2 separate regions of the Delphinus delphis genome follow, and region 1 is linked to region 2. A link is a contact called in public Hi-C data. All regions are on one chromosome and are shown on one strand. Each heading gives the region's core, a stretch centred on a gene start, on an enhancer-like site or on the middle of the called end of the contact. The rest is flanking DNA. Distances are from core to core; before and after follow the strand shown. Region 1 holds the start of MYNN (myoneurin). Region 2 holds the start of SEC62 (SEC62 homolog, preprotein translocation factor).

Region 1 (6,930 bases), core at 2,128-4,627, 180 kb before region 2:
CAAATTCCAACTTTTGAAATGGTAATACTGTTCAACTGGACATACGGTTATTTTTCCTTTTTTTTTGGTTTCATTGTTCTTTCTATTAAAAGTTACGCTAACCCTACCTTTAAGCGCTCGTGAATTGCACGTTACAACAGCGATATCAAGGACTTTCTCAGCCATGGTTGACAGGCGGGTTTCCGTAGTGTAGTGGTTATCACGTTCGCCTAACACGCGAAAGGTCCCCGGTTCGAAACCGGGCGGAAACAGTGTTCTTATTTTTCCCCTGTTTACGTCCACTTACTTAACAGAGTCTTATGATGCTCCTTATGTTTGCCCACTTACTTAACAGGGTCTTGTGATGATCCTTACGTTTGCTTTTTATTTTATTTTTCTTTACTCCTTTTCCCCCTGTTTACGTCCACTTAAACAGGGTCTTGTGATATTCCTTATGTTTGCTTTTTATTTTTTTTAACATCTTTATTGGACTATAAGTGCTTTACAATGTTGTGTTAGCTTCTGCTGTATAATAAAGTGAATCAACTATATGCATACGTACATCCCCACATCCCCTCCCTCTTGCGTCTCCCTCCCACCCTCCCTATCCCACCCCTCTAGGTGGTCACAAAGCACTGAGCTGATCTCCCTGTGCTATGCAGCTGCTTCCCACTTGCTATCTACTTTACTTTTGGGAGTGTGTATATGTCATATGTATATGTCTCTCAATTCGTCCCAGCTTACCCTTCCCCCATCCCGTGTCCTCAAGTCCATTCTCTATGTCTGCGTGTTTATTTCTGTGCTGCCCCTAGGTTCATCAGACCTTTTTTTTTTTTTTAGATTCCATATGTGTTAGCATACGGTATTTGTTTTTCTTTCTGACTTACTTCACTCTGTATGACAGACTCTAGGTCCATCCACCTCACTGCAAACAACTCAATTTTGTTTCTTTTTATGGCCGAATAATATTCCATTGTATATATGTGCCACATCTTCTTTATCCATTCATCTGTCAATGAACACCTAGGTTGCTTCCATGTCCTGGCTATTGTAAGTAGTGCTGCAATGAACATTGTGGTACATGACTCTTTTTGAATTACGGTTTTCTCAGGGTATATGCCCAGTAGTGGGATTGCTCGGTCATATGGTAGTTCTATTTTTAGTTTTTTAAGGAACCTCCATATTGTTCTCTATAGTGGCTGTATCAATTTACATTCCCACCAACAGTGAAAGAGGGTTCCCTTTTGTCCATACCCTCTACAGCATTTGTAGATTTTTTGATGATGGCCATTCTCACTTGTGTGAGGTGATACCTAATTGTAGTTTTGATTTGCATTTCTCTAATGATTAGTGATGTTGATGAGCATCCTTTCATGTGTTTGTTGGCAATCTGTATATCTTTGGAGAAATGTCTGTTTAGGTCTTCTGCCCATTTTTGGATTGGGTTATGTTGGCTTTTTAAAAAACATAATCCTGATAGTAATTTGCACTACCTTGGGAATTTGAACTTTCAACTTGGATGTTATTTTGCTTGTTCACCAAATGTTTTTTTATTAACGGCTTGCACATGGAAGAAGTGTTTCAGACTTTAAAAAAGTTTTTAAAACTCACAACCTGATACTGAAAAAATAATATAATGTACATCCTAATAAGAGTAATCAAACACCGCGTAAAAAATAAGCTCTGTTGCCCCCAGCACTCTTTGTATTACAAGTCATTTGGTTTTCCATTAGTTTTCCCCCTGAGATTGCTGATTTCTCTAAACGCCAGAGACCATGTTTTATGCTTTTTCCATATTCTTAGTATCTGACACCTAGTAGAGACAAATATTTCTGAATTAATAAATTACTGAAAAGGATTCTGACAAAAATAAAGTGGAATCAGAAAAAAATTATATTCATAAAAATGAAATCAAGAACGAACCAGCCTCATTTTTTTTTCTTATAAACCTAACGGTTGTGGGTTTTTTCACAAACATGATTCTTACCGGGAAGAAAGAATTTACAAAGAGAGCAAACAGAATCTAGTTGTAAAAAATCTCAAGAGAGAAGAAAAGAATAAATTCAAGTTAAGACTGTCCTTTAATATAAAATCACGAGTAAATTTCCTGTGGTCCTGACACAACTTTTTTTTTTAGTTGGAGTATAGTTGCTTTACAATGCTTTGTTAGTTTCTGCAGTACAGCGAAGTGAATCAGCTACATGAATCAGGATATATACATATATTCCCCCCTCCCTTGGACCTCCCTCCCACCCCACCCCGCAATCCCACCCATCTAGGTCATCACAGAGCACCAAGCTGAGCTCCCTGTGCTACAACTTTTTTTTTTTTACATCTTTATTGGAGTATAATTGCTTTACAATGGTGTGTTAGTTTCCGCTCCATAACAAAGTGAATCAGCTATACACATACACACGTTCCCACATCTCCTTCCTCTTGCGTCTCCCTCCCTCCCACCCTCCCTATCCCACCCTCCCAGGCGGTCACAAAGCACCGAGCTGATGTCCCTGTGCCATGCAGCTGCCTCCCACCAGCTATCTATTTTGTGCTACAACTTTTAACAAGAAAAAATGTTGACGTTTTGGTTTTCTTAGATTATGTTGTCCGCCGGTAGTACGAAAGAATTCACCCTAACATATCAGCACGACTTATCTTACCGTTTCTGCGTCTTTTTATATTACGCAGATAACTGGCACCCCTTTCCCTCACTGTACAAAATCTGTAAATAATTGTATTAAAAATTTTCTAGTCCAGACGCAAAAGAACCCTTTCCGGTACAAAGCCCACCTTTCCCCATGCGCATGCCCAGTGTACCCTACTGCTTTGCTCCGCTTTCATGCAGCTCAGACTGCAATCACCACGTAAGGGTATCCTGGAAACTGGGCTCCAGTTGGCTGATGCAAACAAGACTCGTGGGTTCCCAAGAGCTTTCGGGTACGTAAACTAAAAAGGGGTGATCAGTTTCAGCTCAAAAATTCCCATGGCCCAGAGCCCGAGTACACGCAGCAGCTGCTCCTACTCGTGGGGCCACAAGGAAGGGGAGGATGATGGGAGAAGACGAGCAACTAACTACAAGCCCCAGCATGCAATGCGCTATTTGGCTCCTGGAAAGAGGCCCGCGGTGCAGCGCGGTTCAGCCTCGGCCCAGAACGCGGGCGGAGCCCAAGATGCCGACTGTCCTCCAACCAGAATGCTCAGAATGAGGAAGACAGGTGTGGCGCTGTGAGCGAGCCCTTAGATCTCGTATCCAAGACTCTCCCTGTTTCTCCCTAGCTCCTGGCATGCTAGGTAGCGGTGTCTCTGTACGCCAGACTATTCCCCACAGGCCGGCATCGGCCCTCCGATGTTGCGTACGGTGTTGCCACGGAACGCCCGGAGCCGGATGTGACGTCGCCGTGGAGGAAGAAGGGAGAGGTGGAGCGTGGCGCGGTGACGTCCTTCCAACATGGCGGAGAGAGAGTGAAGAAACTGTTCCCCTTTGGGTTACTATAGGTGAGTTCTGTCTTCGCCCTCAGCCTGCTGTCCCCGCTCTCTCCAGACCCAGGGGCACTGGAGGGCAGGCTCCTTGGAGTTCGCGCTCAGGTCGGAGTGAAGGTGTTAGTGTGGAAAGCTTGGGCGAGGCAGCCCCCGTGTTGGCCTTGGCCACAACCTCTGCTGTGGGAATTCGCGGGAGTGGGAGCTCGGCGAAGGGCAGGGAGGCGGAAGCCAGGAGAGACCGGCTTTCGCAGTCACTCTCCGATGCCACCTCGAGTGGAGGCGGGGTAGGGAGGGGTGTGGCCTCCTGGGGCGAGTGACCTAACCTTTGACAACTCTTGGCCCTGCTGGTTCTCCGCCCCCTGGGCGCCCACCTTGCGTTTGAAGCCACTATGCTCCGAGGAAGCTAACAGGTTTCAGTGATTTGAGAGTTTTACATTTGATCTTAGCCAAAAGGCCGAGAAGCGATTGAGAGCAATTTTAAAGAACTCATACCGTGTCCTTTACCCCTTTGTCCCAAGAAATCATTTCTTAGTGGTTTATTAATTTTTTTCGTAATATACGTGTGCCTGCTGAGCTTGAAAGTCTGAAGGTTCAACTGATGCAAAAGCGTGAAATTTTGCGGTGCTTTTTGTTTTTCCACTTTGTGGAAAATGTTTTCGCACATCGCCATTTATTGACGTGTCCAAAGGATTGTGTTAGTTTACCAAGCTAAAATAAAAGCTAGAAAGACATTTATCCCTTCGGCAGTTTTATCCATATCTGTTTGATAAGAATTTTCTGGGGATATAAAATGAGAACAGACTTTGTTCTAGTTCATGTTCTGTGTCTCTTCACTCACCAATTGCTTGGGTGAAAAGTTTGATGAAAACTTAGGGTTACTGATTTACTATTTCTTTTTGTTTTTTAGAGCAAGGGTAAAATTCGATTCTGATATCAAAATGCAGTATTCGCACCACTGTGAGCACCTTTTAGAGAGACTGAACAAACAACGGGAAGCAGGTTTTCTTTGTGACTGCACCATAGTAATTGGGGAATTCCAGTTTAAAGCTCATAGGAATGTGCTTGCCTCGTTTAGTGAGTATTTTGGTGCGATCTACAGAAGCACTTCAGAGAACAATGTCTTTCTTGATCAGAGTCAGGTGAAGGCTGATGGATTTCAGAAACTGTTGGAATTTATATACACAGGAACTTTAAATCTTGACAGGTAAGGTACACATTTTATTTCCACTTATAAAAGCTGGTCAATAGTCTTTAGAGCTAAAGCAGATTAGTTTTTTTCCATTTAGTCCCTGAACTCTGAGTCTTCAAACATTGATGTGCACAGTATTGTTTTTAATAAAGAAGTCAGTGTCTCTGATTTGAGATAAACAGACCACATTTCATAAGCACAAAAAGTATAGATGTTAATACGATTAAAGTATGGTTTTTGATACATTTGATTTATCTACTGAAACAAAGCTTGTGATTTCAGTTATGTAAAGTTAAAGATCAAAATATGATGAATTTTAATTGAATTCCAATTTCCCCTTGCTTTTTGGTCTTTATGTTCCTCTGGTCTTCTCTCTCACTCTCTATCCCCTACCTCTTAAGGTGTTAGGGGTGGGGAGGTATAGGTGGAGAAAGAAGGAAGAATCTCTGTTCATTTAATAGTGCTCCCATTTCCAGCTGTAAATAGCAACCTGCAGGACCTCTTCCTGATCTTGATTTAGGAAAATAACTTCATTGGCGTGTTAATGGCCATGACTCCTGTTGCCTGGTAGAGCTATCAGTGCTAATGCTTAAGTCTGGTCTAAGATGCTAGGATGCTTCTCTGAGATGCTTAATGCTGTCACTGCACTGACAAGAAGTAGGTTCTGAGGAATCTGATAATGCAGGCATTTTGTGTCTTTCATACGTGATGAACTGTATAATTAGATTAATACTAATATGTTTACTCGTTGTTGAGGGAAAGGTGGTGGGGATAAAAGGAAAGAGAAACCAATCAACTTACTCCTGTCTTCTTTTCTCCATCTTTTATGAAAGTGTAAACATGAATAGATCATCATCTGACATAGAAAGATTATGGGCTTTAGAATTAGATCTTGCCTGTCAAGTCACCATGTCTCTGAGCAAGCTATAGCCTCTCTGGGCCTCAGTTTCTCCATTTGTAAAAATGAGATGATAACTACATTGGTTGTTACTGTGAAGATTTAGGATTTACTACCTCCCAATGAACATTACTTTCCTTCCTTTATTTCCTCTTCTCTATCCTACTCTACAAGCCCATTAATTCTGCATTTATTGGAGAAAAATTAGGGAAAAAACAAAAAAGGAAACACCTGAAATTCTGCCACCCACTGATAACCACTCTTAACACTTCGGTAAATATTCTTTCCTTGTTTTCCAGATGATCTCTATAGATACATGCATGTACACATTAAGCAAAGTTCTTCCCTCTCTTTACACTGCAGCTGATCGTGGAAATATACTTATTGAAAAGCTGGAATTAGGATGTTCCTTAATCCTATTGAAAAGGAACCATTCATGCTGTTTGGAATTGCTTTTAAATTTTGATGTAATGAAATTTTTGAGTCAGTTCCGTGTAAGTTGATTAAAGGAATAAAGCAGTGTCATAGATAAATGTCATATGATGTTATTTAAATTTACTGAATATTTGGCTATACAAGTGCCTCTGATCTAAAAATTTAGAATACATAATATAAAATAATCACAAAACCAGTGAATTTTGGTTGATCTTCAATTTAGTGGTTTCCCTTTTTCAAATAACTTTACCAAAAATCTTTTTTTTTTTTTTTTTTTGCGGTACGTGGGCCTCTCACTGCTGTGGTCTCTCCCGTTGCGGAGCACAAGGCTCCGGACGCACAGGCTCAGCGGCCATGGCTCACGGGCCCAGCCGCTCTGCGGCATGTGGGATGTGGGATCTTCCCAGACCGGGGCACGAACCCGTGTCCCCTGCATCGGCAGGCGGACTCTCAACCACTGCGCCACCAGGGAAGCCCCAAAAATCTTGAACTAATTGGAACACAATGAAGAGCGCCTTACTTTGACCCTTCATGCAAAAAACCAATGTGAAGAAGAGCCAGATGTTTGGCTCAATCTTCTTTTTTTTGATGTGGACCATTTTTAATGTCTTCATTGAATTTGTTACAACATTGCTTCTTTTTATGTTTTGTTTTTTTGGCCCCAAGGCATGTGGGATCTTAGCTCCCTGACCAGGAAATAAACCCGAACACCCTGCATGAGAAGGTGAAGTCTTAACCACTGGACTGCCAGGGAAGTCCCTGGCTCAGTCTTTTTTGATACATGTCTTTCCTGGGGAGCTGGGGAGCTAATTGTTTGAGCTCAGACACAAATGCAAGAGAAGACATATACCAAAAATAGAAAGTCTGTACAATTTAGTGATTAAGAAAACAGTAATAAAGAATTAAGTGGACTCAGGAGCTAGATTACCTTGGTCAAATCTTAGTTCTAACA
Region 2 (7,370 bases), core at 924-3,423:
GGGTAGAGTTGGGGCGGAACGATTAGCAGGCTTTTGCAACAACATTTCAGGTAGGAAATGATAAAAACCTAATCAAAGCAATGGCAATAGGAATGATGAGGAAGGGAAGGATTCCAAACATCTCAGTTGCAGAGTCAACAGGATTGCTTACTGATTGGCATGGTTGAGATACCTCCAAGGTTTCTAGCATGAGTGACTAAGTAAACAGTGATGCAGTTACCAGAGTTTAAAAATACAGTAAAAGAGACAGGTTTTGTGGGGGGGAATGGTGATTTCTAGTTGGACATTCAGTGGAGATATCCAGAAGACAACTAGAAATAAACAGTAATGCAGTATTTTGGAATTAAGCTGTAAACATGAATAAGAATCCCCAGAATGCATGGAGAAAAGGGAAGAAGATGAGAATGGAAACGTGGTGGCCAGGAACATTGAAGAGCTAGGTAAAGAGAGAGGAGCCAAAGAGAAATCAGAAGGAACAACCTGATATCATGAATGCCAAAGAAGGAGAACAAATTAAGTGCATGGTCAATATTGTCAAATCCTTAATAAGATGCTACAATTGGACATGAATTATTAATGGATGGTGGAGGTAGAAACCAAATTGTTGTAGTCTAAGGAGTGAATGTCAGTGAGACATGGGGAGAGTAAATTAAACCTCTTCTGAAGAAAAAGGTGGTAGGGCAGTAGCTAGAGAGGTAGTTATTTTCCATGAAGGGCTTTCATTCCCCATCATAGTCCTAACCTAGGATTTTGCATCTAGTAGGCACTCAACATCTATTAAATACAATAATATTTTCATTTATAAACTAGCTTTCCTATGAAGAGAATCCAGTGTTCTCCAAATAAAACAGTACAAAACAGATCTACCCTCATTTTGGATGGGGACGACTGAAGGAAATAAACACATTTCATATTCTGTGTTATGTTTTGGGTTAATTGGTAAGAATCATCATTTTTTCTCACCCCTCTCTGACTACACACACCCTGATTGTAGATTATAGAAGGAAAAGGAACCAAATGACTTGCTGATCCAGTCCCCAGACTGCAGAATTGCATAGTCCAAAAATGAACTTTAGCTATGTTACTTTATAAAAGACTAGGCATCGAGATGCCACTATTTGCCTTAATTACATATTTAATTGCTATTAGGTTACTTACAGGGAATGAAGAATTTTTTAAAGATATATGCTCAGCATAACATTAAGTGAAAAAGGCATATTATGCAATATGATCTCAATTAGGGGGAAAGGGGGAAATATATGCACACAAAGTATGAATAAATACTAGAAGAAAATAAACAACAGATCTTTGGACGGTAGCGTTAGGGATTTTTATTTCCTTCATCTTACTTTTCTGTAAATTCCTAATTTTCTATTATTTAAAATCTCCATCTAAAAACACTTACTAGCAATTTAAGCCCATTCTCTTTGATCTAAGTAGCTCTAAAATAACAATAGTTATAATAGTAATTCACCAGACTCCAAGTACCCTGCAGTCTTCTTAATTCCAACTTCTTAGAATCTCTCTCCTTACTCATCGTATTAGTTGCTTGTACTTCCCTGAGTTCTCTGACTCGGATTCTAAAGGTGCGTTTCGAGAAGCAACGTGGAAAATGGAATGGGGAATCCAAAGTTTGTTTCACATGAGCCCGACTACCCCCTACATTGTACGGGGAGATAATTTGGCTTAGGTCTCGTCTGTGCCATCTACCAACTGTGGAGCCTTAGATAAATCTGTTCATATCGCTGCACCTCAGCTGTCTCGGCTTTCCCATCTTCAAAATGGGATTAGGAGAATTTACACGTGGGGAATAGATGATGCAGGGCTCACTGGCAAGAAAAGAAGTGCCACACTTAGAGACGTCTAGAATTCCATAGGTCTCAGGAAATCCTCTGTAAAAGGTTCCACCCCAAACCTACTGACTCCGAGGAGCATGGGGCCCCAGGAATCTGTATTTTAATAGCTTCCCAGGTGATTCAGATGCCCAGTCAGGTTTGAGAACCAAGGACTCTTTCCAGTCCTCCTGTTCTTTGATCCACTTCTCAACTTCCTTCTGGTCCCAGCGATTTCCAGTTCCTGCAACAAAAGGAGCCAAGGAAAGAGGGGAGAGAAAGCGCAGCCAAGACCCGCCGAGCCCGCCTAGTACCGGCCTCTCGCCAGCCTCCCCGCTCCGGCGCCAGCCGGTAGATTACATAACAGCCCCGCGGCGCGCTATCGCGATATTTCCACCGCCCCCCGCCTACTTCCACGTCAGAGGGAACCGGGCGGAGCGGCCAACATGGCGGAACGCAGGCGACACAAGAAGCGGATTCAGGTAGCAAAGCCGAGCCCTGGGATAGGGGACTCTCGGAAGTGGAAGACGCAGGGAAAGCTCCCGGGAAGGGTGGGCGAAATCGAGGACGAGGTGGGGTGGGGTTCCCCCGCGAGGTCGCCGGTTGCGGGCTGAGTCGTTTTGAGGGGCCTGAGGAAGGGCGGTGTTGGCGACGGCGGAGACCGAGGCGGAGGTGCTGGGGCAGCGGCGGGAGGCGGGAGGCGCGGCCGCCAGCCCAGGGTGGCGGTGGCGGCGGCGGCGGCGTTGTCGTTGTCGTTGCCGGCCTGGGCCTGTGCTGGGAGGTCCGCGTCCTCCGAGCTCAGACACCGACCCTCCCCGGGCTCCTCCCCTTCCTTCTCCACGCCATCCTTTCGCCTTAGCTGTCCCGAAATTAAGGCCGCGATAATTAGGGTAGAAGGAGGCGGAGGACTGACCTAAAGCTGCCCGTTCTTTGTGCGCAGATAGAAGGACCGTAGGAGGGGGCAGTGATCGGGGTTTGGTCAGCTGCCCCAGGGGCCCAGGCGGCGATCTGCGTATCCAGATGTTCGTTTGCGTGCAGCCTCCTTTTTCCTCACAGTTATTAACTTAAACGTCCAACTGAAGCTTTCCGGCTTTCTTTCAGCGACACAGTGTAAATAAACAAAACTCCCTTGGTACTGCAAAGAGTGGGTCCCGCCCAGAAACCTTTCACATGCCAGTGTGTCATCCTCATAACCTACATAGCATCCCTCCCTCATTCCACATGCATGTCATCTGTGTATTTCTTCCTTGCAGTTTTCCCCCTGTTGTTCTTGCTCTTTGCCGAGAGGATTAAATATGGGGAACATCTTAGACTCAGGATGTTTTGTTGTCTCCTTATTAGCTCCTGTGCTTAGAAACCTTCATATGTCGTCATAAATTGATGGCGTGTTGTAAACTGTTAATATACTAATCACAAATTGTTACACTCGTCATTGTCTTTTTGTTCCTTACTATTTCATTGCTTAGATGAATGTTTCTAATGTTTTTTCCCCCATTTTTATCACTTAACTGACTTACACCACAGGTGATTTGAGCTATGCAAGTTAAAATTCTCCTGAAAACTTTGAAGTACTAGGGAAAAAAAGATGCCAGTGATCAGTAAATTTAGAATTTTAGAATTAGGCAGAAATAAGAAAGTAGTTTCAAAAAGAGTACAGAAGGGGACCAGAGACAATTGCCCCCCAAGTTCAGACAGGTCATAAAACCAAGGCTTAAGGTTATTATGGAAGAAGTTTCTAATTATACTGTTTCTAGTCTTTCAAAATTTAGTGTTATTGGTCAGGTATGGATACAAAATATACTTTTATTAGAATTTGTATTGAAGTTATCAAATTAGGACTTACTGGACTTATATTTACACACATGGTATATTTTATGGCCTTAAATAAACATTGTTTTTACAGTTTCAACTGTTGTTTAATATTGTTGTAAAGGTGATCCTAATTCACTTTGAATACCTGCTCTATTTCAATTGTGATCTCATATTAAGCAGAAAGATAGATTTAAAAACCTGTATAGTAGTGGTAGTGACTGGGAGCTAAAACTTGTGCCTGTTTGTACCCCAGTGTCAATAATTATTGGCCGTGTAACTTTGGTCAAGTTACTTAACTTTTTTCCTCTATTTCCAAATCCATAAGAAGGAATATTTACCTTAAAAAAATATCGTCATTGGGTTGTTGTGGAAAAAATAGGTGCGTGGGTGACTTGTTATTAAAGGTTATAAAAGCTATTGAAAGAGTGCTTAGCACATAACTCCTTTTTCCCCTTCCCCAGGGATGAAGGCTTTAGGATAATTTGTTTTGGTTTTTGTTAAGCACGCTGATATGCTGAAGAAAAATTAACAGTTATCTATTCAGTAAATAAACCTTTGAGTTGTGAGTTCCATAAAGAATGGCTATTTACTTACTGTTGTTTAGTTGGGGATTAGATAAGTGTGTGAGGATCTGATTGTTAAAAATCAAGTTGGTATACTGCTAAGTGAAAATAAATAACATTTTTCACCTCCTCCAAGTTTTCTACATAGCTGTGCTATGTAAAATGTTGTGGAGATCTTGGGAGTGCTACCTGGAGTACTACTGTGCAGTGTCAACAGATTAATAAAAGTGTACAATACCTTATAAAACTCCTTGGTTTTTTTCCCTCCAGAGAATCAGAAACTCTATAATATTGGCATTACTTTAGACAAAAAGATCAAACGTAATGACCAAATTCAGAGTTGAAGTTACAGAAAAAATTCTATTGTGAGACTCTGGGCAAAAAGATCTGTAATATTAACTCAGTTTCCTGTTGCTACTTGATGTTTCATGTTTAGAAAAGATTTTTATGTTTAGTAGATTTACTGACCTTGAATTGTAATTTGTATATTGGGGGAAATGATTGATACAAACAAGTTCAGGGTTTTAAAAAGTAGTTAATTTGTATGCTTTTTCTTTTTTTAAAAATTTATTTTATTTATTTTTGGCTGCATTGGGTCTTCGTTGCTGCACGCGCACTTTCTGTAGCGGTGAGCGGGGGCTACTCTTCATTGTGGTGCACGGGCTTCTCATTGTGGTGGCTTCTCGTTGCAGAGCATGGACTCTAGGTGTGCAGGCTTCAGTAGTTGTGGCTCACAGGCTCAGTAGTTGTGGCACGCGAACTTAGTTGCTCCGCGGCATGTGGGATCTTCCCGGCCCAGGGCTCGAACCCATGTCCCCTGCGTCGGCAGGCGGATTCTCAACCACTGCACCACCAGGGAAGCCCTGTATGCTTTTTCTAATGTAGCCTAATTTTAGATTCTGGTATTCCATCAAAGTTGGAAGCAAGAAGACTATTTTGTCACATTTCCTTCTTGGACTCACTTTACTGGTCACTGAAAACCAAAAGTGAGCTGCGTGTTCACTGACGTTATATTGCAAAGTTTTCATGATTGAGATTCTCAAGTGAGAGTGATCTCAATTCAAATTAATAAAACATTTGAAAGTAAATAATTGTAAGTTTTCTAAGAAATGCAATTATGTAAGTTTTTAAGAACATTAAAATCAGTGCTTATAGGTTAACAAAGTGCTGCTTACTAGAAGGGTTAATTGAGAATCCTAGTACCATGAAATTTTAGAGTTGAAAACGACTTTCAAGCAGTAGGGGTTTTTGGAATCTTTTTGCACAAATGAGCTCTTATGTAAAAGCAGAGGGGTGGGCCCAAAGCCCTATCACCTCAGTACCCCACTACTTCACTACCATTATCCCTCATCCTTAAGCTACTTTTAGGACCTAGATCTAAAAGCATTACTAGGTATAAAACATATTGATCTAAACCGTTAACATCATTTTACAGATACACTGAGGTTCAGTGAGGATATGTGGCTTGACCCAGGGTCACTCATCAAGATAGTAAAACCAGATTTAGACCAAGTCTTCTAATTCCAGTTGAATGTTCATTCCACTGCACCATTGATAAAATAAAAAATAAATTGTTTTGACATACTTTAATCTTGCCATCTTTATATTAAATTGTACAACAAAGACTTAACGAGACTTGTCCCTGCTAAAGAGGCTCATCCCGTTTAGTGTTCTGCTTATGTGTAAAGTTTCTAGTTGAGTTTTGGGACATTGAAATGGCTTATTCATTCCTAGAAATTTTATAATACCTGCATCTCAGTTAACTTTGTTGCACCCATCTGTCTCCCTGTCAGTAAAACCCTGACATATCACGAACCAATATGCTAAATTTCAGAAAAGGCCAAGTTTAGGATTATGCGCTCTGACTCTGGGACTTTCTGAAGAAAAGAGATGGAACCCAGGAAGCCAGTCCTAAGTGGAAAAACTCCCCCCAGAGGCTTAATGAAGGGCTTACAATGGCAGGGGCTGGGGGATGTTAGAAGGGCACTGCCAAAGTCAAGATACAGAGACTCTTGTAAAGCTCTGTTAGTAACATACTGTGTGACTTTAAGCAAAGGATTTATCTAAGATCTCCTCCAGCTTTCAGATTTTAACCTGTTAACCTATTTACATTTTCACGAATATTTTATACTGTTTGTATAAAGATACAAATTGACAGTTGGTGAACTAATCTTTTTCTTTTGCTCAGTTCATTCAACAAGCTTATTTATTACCTAAGCTTATTTCTATTGAATATAACAATTTTTAAAAATTCTAGTCGTTTTGGGGGTGGGAGGATGGGGAAAACAAATTCTAAGTCAAAAATTCTGTGAGATTGAAGTCCATGGCTTACTGACTCTTGATCTAATATTTTTTTTCTCAAAAAGATTATCTTAAGTACCAAAAATAATATATAGTTAGAAATGGTAACCCCAGTTTCATTGTAGTATTTTAGTGTTGAAGTATTCTAAAATAAAAATATTTGTTAAGTAATTTAAAAAGAATGTTCTACCCAAACTTTCAATTTTTGTAATTTTGGATTAAGGGTTGCAACACCCGGCATCTTGGTGTTTGGGTTGGCAGTCCAGCCTCAGAACGTACTGGTTCTTTGCTTCCTCATTCTAAGACATTTGAGCTCATTCACTGAGCTACAAAGTTCTCTTCATTCAAGGCTCGATGAGCTGGTTTCTCTTGGTTAGTGGGTGATGTTATTCGCAAAAGGCCTTCACTTTTTGTCAGAGGGTTTCTAGAAAAGTTAGGAAAATATTCTGAATATTTCTTCACATCAAAAGGGAACAAAGAGGGGAAGTACTTTAGTCTAATGTATAAACAGGAAGAGGATAAGACTGTTTTAGCCTGCAGCAGGGGAGCAGTGAGAATGAAGATTCCATGGCAGGCTCTTCTATATTACTAGCTTCCCAAGGTCATATTCTCTTGGTGCTCTTCTGTAGCAGTCTTTCTTTCTGACTTTAAAGCCCCAGCAGATGGCACAAATTCTATACTGTTAGAGACAGTCTACAGTATGTATAACTTATATGTGGTATAATGAATATTTCATAATATTTCACAGAGGATAATAGAAACTTTTTAAGGATTTGAACTTGAAGGAGGAGCAAGGAAGGAATCAGTTCTGTTGTACCAATATGTTGATAGAATTCACTACTTTTCTAGTCAGATGTTTAAG

What was found. A called contact is a pair of places that touch in the nucleus more often than the background predicts.
Region 1: a contact with region 2 is called in a Hi-C map of lung, with 5 times the contacts expected there. The contact joins the promoter of MYNN here to the promoter of SEC62 in region 2. A contact is called at or near these places in 3 of 3 Hi-C or Micro-C datasets (lung and muscle).

What each region holds. Positions count from the first base shown.
Region 1 is chr4:96,379,171-96,386,100 of mDelDel1.2, reverse strand. MYNN (myoneurin) reads left to right here and starts at 3,377. Exons shown (of 8, transcript XR_009519307.1): 1 at 3,377-3,471; 2 at 4,364-4,660. TRNAV-AAC (transfer RNA valine (anticodon AAC)) reads left to right here and starts at 179; the gene lies at 179-251.
Region 2 is chr4:96,198,947-96,206,316 of mDelDel1.2, reverse strand. It overlaps SEC62 (SEC62 homolog, preprotein translocation factor), which reads left to right and starts at 2,173. Exons shown (of 9, transcript XM_060011159.1): 1 at 2,173-2,314. The coding sequence starts at 2,279.